2 separate regions of the Gossypium hirsutum genome follow, and region 1 is linked to region 2. The links are chromatin contacts, called in public Hi-C maps. All regions are on one chromosome and are shown on one strand. Each heading gives the region's core, a stretch centred on a gene start, on an enhancer-like site or on the middle of the called end of the contact. The rest is flanking DNA. Distances are from core to core; before and after follow the strand shown. Region 1 has its middle 3.7 kb from the start of LOC107908254. Region 2 holds the start of LOC107909637 (serine/arginine-rich splicing factor RSZ21).

Evidence for each region. A called contact is a pair of places that touch in the nucleus more often than the background predicts.
Region 1: a Hi-C map of leaf shows a contact between it and region 2, with 2.5 times the contacts expected there. The contact joins the enhancer-like site here to the promoter of LOC107909637 in region 2. A contact is called at or near these places in 12 of 34 Hi-C or Micro-C datasets (anther, callus, fibers and 2 more).

The regions. Positions count from the first base shown.
Region 1 is chrD02:61,503,536-61,507,628 of Gossypium_hirsutum_v2.1, reverse strand. No RefSeq gene overlaps it. Among protein-coding and RNA genes, the nearest start is that of LOC107908254, 3.7 kb to the right of the region's middle. Within about 2 kb of position 2,543, at least 6 of the 9 cell types and tissues checked have an H3K27ac peak or open chromatin away from gene starts, as enhancers often do. A contact at or near this core is called in leaf, where this site is marked.
Region 2 is chrD02:61,469,617-61,473,692 of Gossypium_hirsutum_v2.1, reverse strand. It overlaps LOC107909637 (serine/arginine-rich splicing factor RSZ21), which reads left to right and starts at 1,594. Exons shown (of 6, transcript XM_016837250.2): 1 at 1,594-1,733; 2 at 1,917-2,026; 3 at 2,293-2,381; 4 at 2,845-3,070; 5 at 3,506-3,613; 6 at 3,717-4,076. The coding sequence starts at 1,938. The coding sequence ends at 3,723.

The DNA.
Region 1 (4,093 bases), core at 1,294-3,793, 33 kb before region 2:
AAATCATTATTTTCCTTATTTATTTGAAGTAAACACCGGATTTTTTTTACAGAATTTTTGTATTATTTTTTCTGATTTGACACGTGTATGGAATAGGTCCGATAAATCATTAGAACGTAAGTAATATAATTAAGATAATAACAGTATTTTTATAATATGTCAATTAATTAGTTTAGTTTAGTTGGTTAAGATACTTACTCTTTTCCCTTAGTACCTTGGTTCAAATCTTGCTGATAATAATTTTGAATCTTTTTTGTACTTGTTGCATTTATTTTTTTAATCAATTAACTCTTCAATATTACATTAATATATATTATTAGTACAATAGTATAGACGGATTGACAATTTGAGCTACAATATTATGAATATTAACTACAATACATAATTTGAGCTACATATTACAGTAATACATTAATATGTATTATTAGGGGTAAAATACCAAAAAAATAGGCAAATTACACATAAAAGCCCTATTTTTTTTAAATTTACCAAAATAGGCCCGGTATTTTATTATTTACCGGAATGGGCCATTTGCCCCAAAATCGCGTCCACGTCAGCGCGATGTCAGGGGACATGTCAGCAAATCGCGTCCACGTCAGCGAGTTTTGCTGATGTGTCAGAAAATCGCATCCTCGTAGGCGCAATTTGTGTCCACGTCAGCAAAGCGCGCTGACGTGGACGCGATTTGCTGACACGTCCCCTGACATCGCGCTGACGTGGACGCGATTTTGGGGAAAATGACTCATTCCGGTAAATAATAAAATACCGGGTCTATTTCGGTAAATTTTAAAAAAATAGGGCTTTTTTTGTTTCCATTTTTACTTTTAGAGAAGTGATAATTATAAGAAAATAAACATGATTATCCTCTTGGATGAGTAGGGGGTAGGTGCTTAACCAAAACAAACTATAAATTTGGGTATTGAATAAACAAAATTATCCTCCAATACACGTTTTCTTTGGCTTTGTTTTGTATTTAATAAATTAATGGGCAAATCAAAGATAGCATCTAATCCTTTATTTTATGTTTGTCTTAAACTCTTAGTCCAAATTGTCCAACAAAGCCCTAGTGATGAGGTAAAATAATTTAGATTATCCTATGCTATGCGCATTGCTAATTAGGATTTGCTTCCATCATCTTACTTAATACAAATCATTGGAGTTTCAAATTTGGTATTTTTATCACTTATTGCAATTTCTTATTTTTCACACAAATTTACTATACCTATGGTTCGACTACGTATAATGATTTATGTACACATATTGTAGGAACCTTTTTTACGTTAAAAATATAAATATAAATATAAATATAAATCTATGATACTTGGATTCTATGTATTGCATAAATCACATTTAAATGTCTTGTACTATATATTATATTAAGCTTTTGCCAACTTTATAGACACGCTAATATATTACATCTTTTTATGCGTTAAATATGCAAATATTTTGTATAGAAGGTCTTTCATTGTATAATTTATTATAATATTTAAATTTAAATTTATTTATTTAAGAAATAAATTATCACGACTAATTTATTTTCTTTTTCTATATAATACACAAAATATTCAATGGCAAAGCTAGAAAATATTTTTGGAGACCGGAATTAAATTGTATATTTTTACAATAATAAAAATATAATTTCATCATTTTAATAGTCTATATCTTTATAATTTTAAAGGATTAAATTAATTTTTTATTATTTTTAAAAAATAAAAATAAAAATTTATTATTACTAATTTAAAATTTTATAAATCAGGTCTAAATAAAAAAATTCATTTTAAAAACACTAAAAAAATTTATATAGATTTCCGATCATACTAAGAGAATATTCTAGATACTTTAATTTAGCTAAATAAATTGTAGGTACATACTTTCTAATACTTCGAAAAAATCGCACTTTTTTAAAGCAAAAATGGGAGGCGTGCATGCACCGGCCGACAGGTCAAAAAACAACCTTCATAACATAGTCTTCCAATCACCTTTTTTTCCCCCTAATTATTAATTTTATTTTTAAGTAAATTGCATCTAGTCGTTGGATTTATTTTATAACAGAAAAAAGGAGAATAATATAATTGGAATTTGACTTGAGAGAAGAATGGAATATTCCAGGAACAGTACAAAAAAAAAACTGGAGAAGGATATTATTGTAAATACGTGGGATTGCAAAGGGTTAATTTACTAAAGTAAAACAAAGGCCATTAATTAATTACAAATAAATAATCGGTTATAGAAGTTGGAAGTTGGAAATGGATGAGATGAGCTGTGAGCTAATAAATTACAGGCAAGCAGCCAGTTAACTCCTGTCCTTGCTACGCGTTTGGCTGGCTTCAATTTTAGTAAATATTTTATTTGTTTTCCTTTTTTTTCAAAACCTTAAAAAAAAAAAAGGGGGCAGAGTTAAATTGACTTGGGCACGAATATGACCCCAGACAGCACGCCGATTGAGTTATGGTAGCTGGCAAATTTGGATAAGCATTAGCATTTAGTAGTACCTTAACCTTATCCACTTTATTAATATCTCTAACCAAAAAAAAAAAAAAAACGTTCTTGTCTTCGCTCACCCCTCGTGTTCCTTGCTTCTTTACCTAAATAATAGTTGGCCCCTACCCTATCCCCCAAAACATCAATATTTATGCAATAATTATAATAATAATTTCATTTCACATGATTAAGGTTCTTCATATGTATATAAAAAAATTTCAAAAATTTCACCAACGAGTATTTCGTTTATTTCAATTTTAATTATATTTTAATGCCATATTTGATAATAATATTATTTTTTAATACATCTTGATACAAATAATAAATTAATTTCACTCAATAATTTTTAACCATTCATATATGTTGTTCCCAACAAAGAGGCACACACAAAAAAATTAATCATCTCCCTCCAATAAATCAATGTGTTTTTTAACTATCGTGTGGCTAAAAAAAATACATGCTTAACGAAATTTTCAGCAACACGATAGTTCAAAAAATACATGTAAATTTTGAGGGGTGGACAAGTTTTTTTATAGGTCGAGTTGAGTTATGTATAAATTAGTTGGGCATTATATATTTTGTCCTAATTATTTGTAGTTTAATGAGAAATTGTAATGATGTCATGGTTTGAATAAAATGTTAATTAATCTAAAGTAATTTTAGTAAAGGGATTAAAATGAATAGTAGAGGGACTTCTAATAGACCTTGTTTTTATGTTATCAACTTATTTTAATATTTATAATAATTTAACGTCTACATGTGTTAAAGCACTAAATAATTAAATAAAATATAAATGTTTAACTTTGTTTTAATTTTGAAATTATTTAAATATTTACAAAAATTGAACGTTTCCTCGTGTTAAAGCAATAAATAATTAAGTAAACAATAAACGCTTTAATAATAATTTGAAAACGAGCTTAAATGGACAAATTGAATAGACTTTTAAGTACATTTTTTTAAAATATAATATTTTCAATCTCATCCAATACTCAGTTGTACTAATACACACGTGGATTTATAATTTTAAAATCTTACTTTTTAGCTCTCGAAGTTTTTGGTTGGGTATACCAACCTAACTTCTAAATATAAATATGGTTCACAACAGCAAGTTGGGTTATTACATCTTGATTTTATTCATTAATGAACATCATGTGCTGTTTTTTCTTTTAAACAAATATTTTCAAAAGTATGCCAAAATTTAAAATTCTTCTTTTGCCAATTTTACAAGAGTAATTCTATAAAACTTTGTTAGGAGATTTTATTTATGGGAAATTAAGATAATAAGTATTATGTAAGTAGATGTATTGTTTTTATTTAGATAGTGATGCCTGTCATCGATATCTTTCGGTGTATTATTTTAAATTTATAGGTATTTTTTATATATTATTGCTATACACCAATGATCATCAATACAAAACCTAGGTAAGATCTGGGTCGTGCACCCGCGTCCCGCCCAAGTCCTATCAAATGGATTTCTGCGAGGTGTACAGCAAAGGGACATCTAGGGGAGCTCGCAGTATCAACTCGCATGGGCTAAGAGGGGTTCGCAGCCCCAGCTCGAATATACCCAAAGAGTTTGCACATAGGGGACCGTGAGGCCTAAGAGGCGACC
Region 2 (4,076 bases), core at 345-2,844:
TTCTCTTTAAAGGGGACCAATATCACAAAAACTTATATTTTGTATCGACAATTAAAGTATATTTAAACAATCATTTAAAAACAATATATTATAAAGTTTTATTAGTAACCCTTATGAACCCATCAATATTAATATAAGTTAATAATTTGATCAGACTTAAAAAAATAAAAAAATAATCATACCTCAAAAAACAAAAAAATGAAGCTCCTTACCAATTTAAATTGTGCTTTATAAATCTAAAATTCATGCTGAGATCAAAATTTTTTTCACCATCCAAAGCAACGGACTAAAGTGTCCATCTTGGTGTTGAGCCTCTTAGTGTATACTCAAACCTTCCATTCGGAGTAATATTATTTTACCAACTTTAATAAGAAGTAAAACAAGTTAATTAAAAAAATCTCAAATTAATTTAATTTAATTGAAAATTAATCTAGATATAAAACACTAAATAGATGAAAACTTCCTGCAAAGAGTTGCAAACAACAACAGGCTAAAGACAACAAGTAATGGAGAATGAGGGAAGTAAGCGCTCAATTTGAATAGCAATCGGCAACAATAAATAGACATTTGAAGAAGCAAAGGAGCCAACGAAACAGAAAAATAAAAGTAATTTTAGTGGTTAGAGGTTGAATTTTGGTATTTTGGATGAGGCTTAATGGTTCGCAAAGTTGCCGTTGATTTAATCCACAATTAAGATATTTAGAAGAGAATCGTATTGATAACATGTTATAAAATAAAAGACAGAGAATAAAGAACAAAGAGAATAGAAGAGCAAAGAGAGAGCGTATTTTTATTGATCAATCGAGGTATTTACAAAGCTTCTCCAAAGTCTTTATTTATAGGCATAAGAAGTATAAATGAAGTAGAGATCTATTTCTAATCACTATTAGAATTTAAAGTATATCAAAGCTTATCTTGATCTTGATGGACACCCGCTTAATAAGATATTCATAATAATTTCTTCTTATTTCAAAATTTAAATGGTTATTGTAAAATGGTTTGAAGGATAATATTTAGGGTTGAATAGTAATATCAATATTGAGTAAATTGAGTTTTTTTAAAATATAGAAAAAAATTAGTTCTTTTTAGTTTTAAAAAACGAGCAATTAAAGATAATTAATCATGATTCTCACATTTTTATCAATTTATTCAATTTTTGATTGGTATAATAGTCATCAATGTTTACACATTTTGTCAAAAAAATTTCTAATTCTAAAAAATTAAACAAATATAGCTATCAACATGAACACATTTTATAAAGTTGATCTTCATTCTATTTTTTTTGATTTGGTGAGAGTAAATTTATTGGATTCTTAAAATTATGACCGAAATGATAAAATTTATAAATGTTGAAGGTTAATTTTATTATTATACCAATTAAAGGTAGGGTAAATTGGTGCAGTGATTAATTACTTAGACACTCGACTTTAGTCAAAACAAAACTCACCAAACTTGATATATTAAATCTTGCTAAGTTTTTCTTTTATGACTTAGAATCTAAAACTTGATGTAAATGAAGATTTGTACTTTTCCATTGGATTTGTTGAGAGGCCCAATACTATAGAAAGGCCAAGGCCTTGTACAATATTAATTAGCAAAGCGGAACCTTTTCATTTTATAGGGTTGTTTATTCTTCGAGGGTTATAGGATTGGCTACCGCAGAACCAAATTGATCAATCGAAGTTTCATCTCTCTTTCTTCTATCCTGCAAACCCTATAGAAATTTCCTCAAGGTAACCTAACCCCTACTCTCTATCTCCTCCTCCGTCTATAATTTCGATTCCTTCGATAATTTGCAAAACCCCTAATTTATCTATGATGTATCTATAACGAGCTTTGATGGCTATTCAAAACCATTAGATTTTCCGTTTTTGTGATTTTATTCACTTTTCCTAATTAATTTGTTATTGTTTAAGGTGTGCAGTGATTTTACGAGAATGTCTCGGGTCTATGTTGGGAATTTGGATCCTCGGGTCACTGAGAGGGATCTCGAAGACGAGTTTAGGATTTTTGGCGTTCTCCGCAGGTATTTTTATTTTTATTTTGTGAATGAAGGGGATAAAGTGTATTTTGATAGGGACCTGGGTGTTTTTCTTTGGGTTAAATTTATTTGCCACTCTGAAGATTGTCAGGTTTTGCTAGCTTTAATTGATTATTTAGTTTGTTCGTCAATATCATACAAGATGAACTTGCTTTCCTGCATTTGAAAGAAGCTTTAAAATAAAAATAAAAAAAATAATAAAATGCTGTTTGTGCTATTGATTGATTTATGTTTTGATGAAATGAATCCAGTGTATGGGTAGCTCGAAGGCCTCCTGGGTATGCGTTTATTGAGTTTGATGATCGCAGGGATGCTATTGATGCAATTCGTGAACTGGATGGTGTGTATACTCTTTTTTCTAGTGTTTATTTCTTTCATTTGTTGTATTACTCTTACATGCTTGAATTATGGTGGTTCTCTACTCGAATACCCTTATATAAGTTGCCCTATTCATTAGTTTTTGCTTGATTATTTATGTTGCCCTCACTTATATGCTGCATATGCTTCTAATTTGGTGAGTGTTGAGCTTTCATTTGAATGCTAGAGAGATCTCCTAACCGGTTTAAGTATTTTAATGATTTTCTTTTATATTTCAAGAAGTTGCTATTGTTTTCTGGTTGTCTGCAGCCAGTTGCTTTAGTGGTTTGGTGTAATCTGATTGTTTATTCCAAAAAAATAATTCTAAGTTTGTGCATTTGGCTCTTAGTTCTTTTGGTTCCTTAGATTCAAATGACATTTCTGATCTATGTTGCTTTATTGACCATTTCTAGAATTTTCTAACTATATCCTTTTTCTCACTTAAGGAAAAAATGGTTGGCGTGTGGAACTTTCTCATAATTCAAAAGGTGGTGGAGGCCGTGGTGGGCGCCGTGGTGGGGGTGAGGATTTAAAGTGTTATGAGTGTGGTGAGCCTGGTCACTTTGCTCGCGAATGCCGCTCGCGTTATGGATCACGAGGCCTGGGAAGTGGCCGGCGTCGAAGCCCCAGTCCTCGTCGCCGTAGGAGTCCAAGTTATGGGCATGGGCGCAGGTGGGGTTAAGGATTCCTTTTCTTTCTCTCTCTTTATTGGAGTGTGTAGAGGAGGGTAGCTCCTACTGTGATCTTTTTTGTAAAGGAGCCTATACAAAGTGATGGTACATTATATATCATGCCTTTTCCTATGCTATTCAAAAATCCCTTTGCCCCTTTTTGAAACTTAGTGGCTAGAATTGATATTTATGCAAAAACAATGTCTGTCAATTTAAGACTGTGTTTACCTATATGTCCAACTGGTTTTTTATTATACTTACAAGAAGCATATATCTTTTTATTTGAATGGATTTGATGAAGGCTTTTTATTTTAATTAAACTTGATTTGGCTTCTACTGATTGGTCCTCTCAACAAGAATATGCAGGCTACTCAGAAAAAATTACTTGCTATTTTATGTCACATAAATTCTTTTAATCTTGTGGTAGGAGCTATAGTCCAGGAAGATCTCCTCGGCGCCGCAGCATATCACCTCGTCGTGGTCGGAGTTACAGCAGGTCGCCTCCATATCGTTATTCTCGTCGTGATTCACCTTATGCAAATGGGTAAAGTCATGTGAACTTAATTACTTGAACAGTCAGGAATCTCATTTATGATACTTTCAGTGTTTATCCAGTCTGATATGCTTTTGCTTAAATTCCTTTGCAGAGATTAAAGTGGGAACTGAAGCAAAATCTGAAATGACAGCATCTATGGCAAACAAATATTCAAATACTATAGTTTCAAATAGGTTCAGTAAGCAAAAAAGGATTTAGGTTACTTGTTCGGTTTGTGACGGTTAGGTTGTTAGAGCTTGTGGTTTTGCACGGCTTCCACTCTGCAAAGTGTTAGGGTTCCTTGGACCCCCTTCTGCGGTAGCTTGCTTACTGTCCTCAGCGTATAAAACTCGGAGGTCCTGTTTCTTACTTTATATGGTTATCTACTTATTATATTGTTAACTGTTATGTTTAAAATTTAGCTCAGTTACTTAGCTATTGTAAGTTTATTTATCTGAAGGATTTTATATGT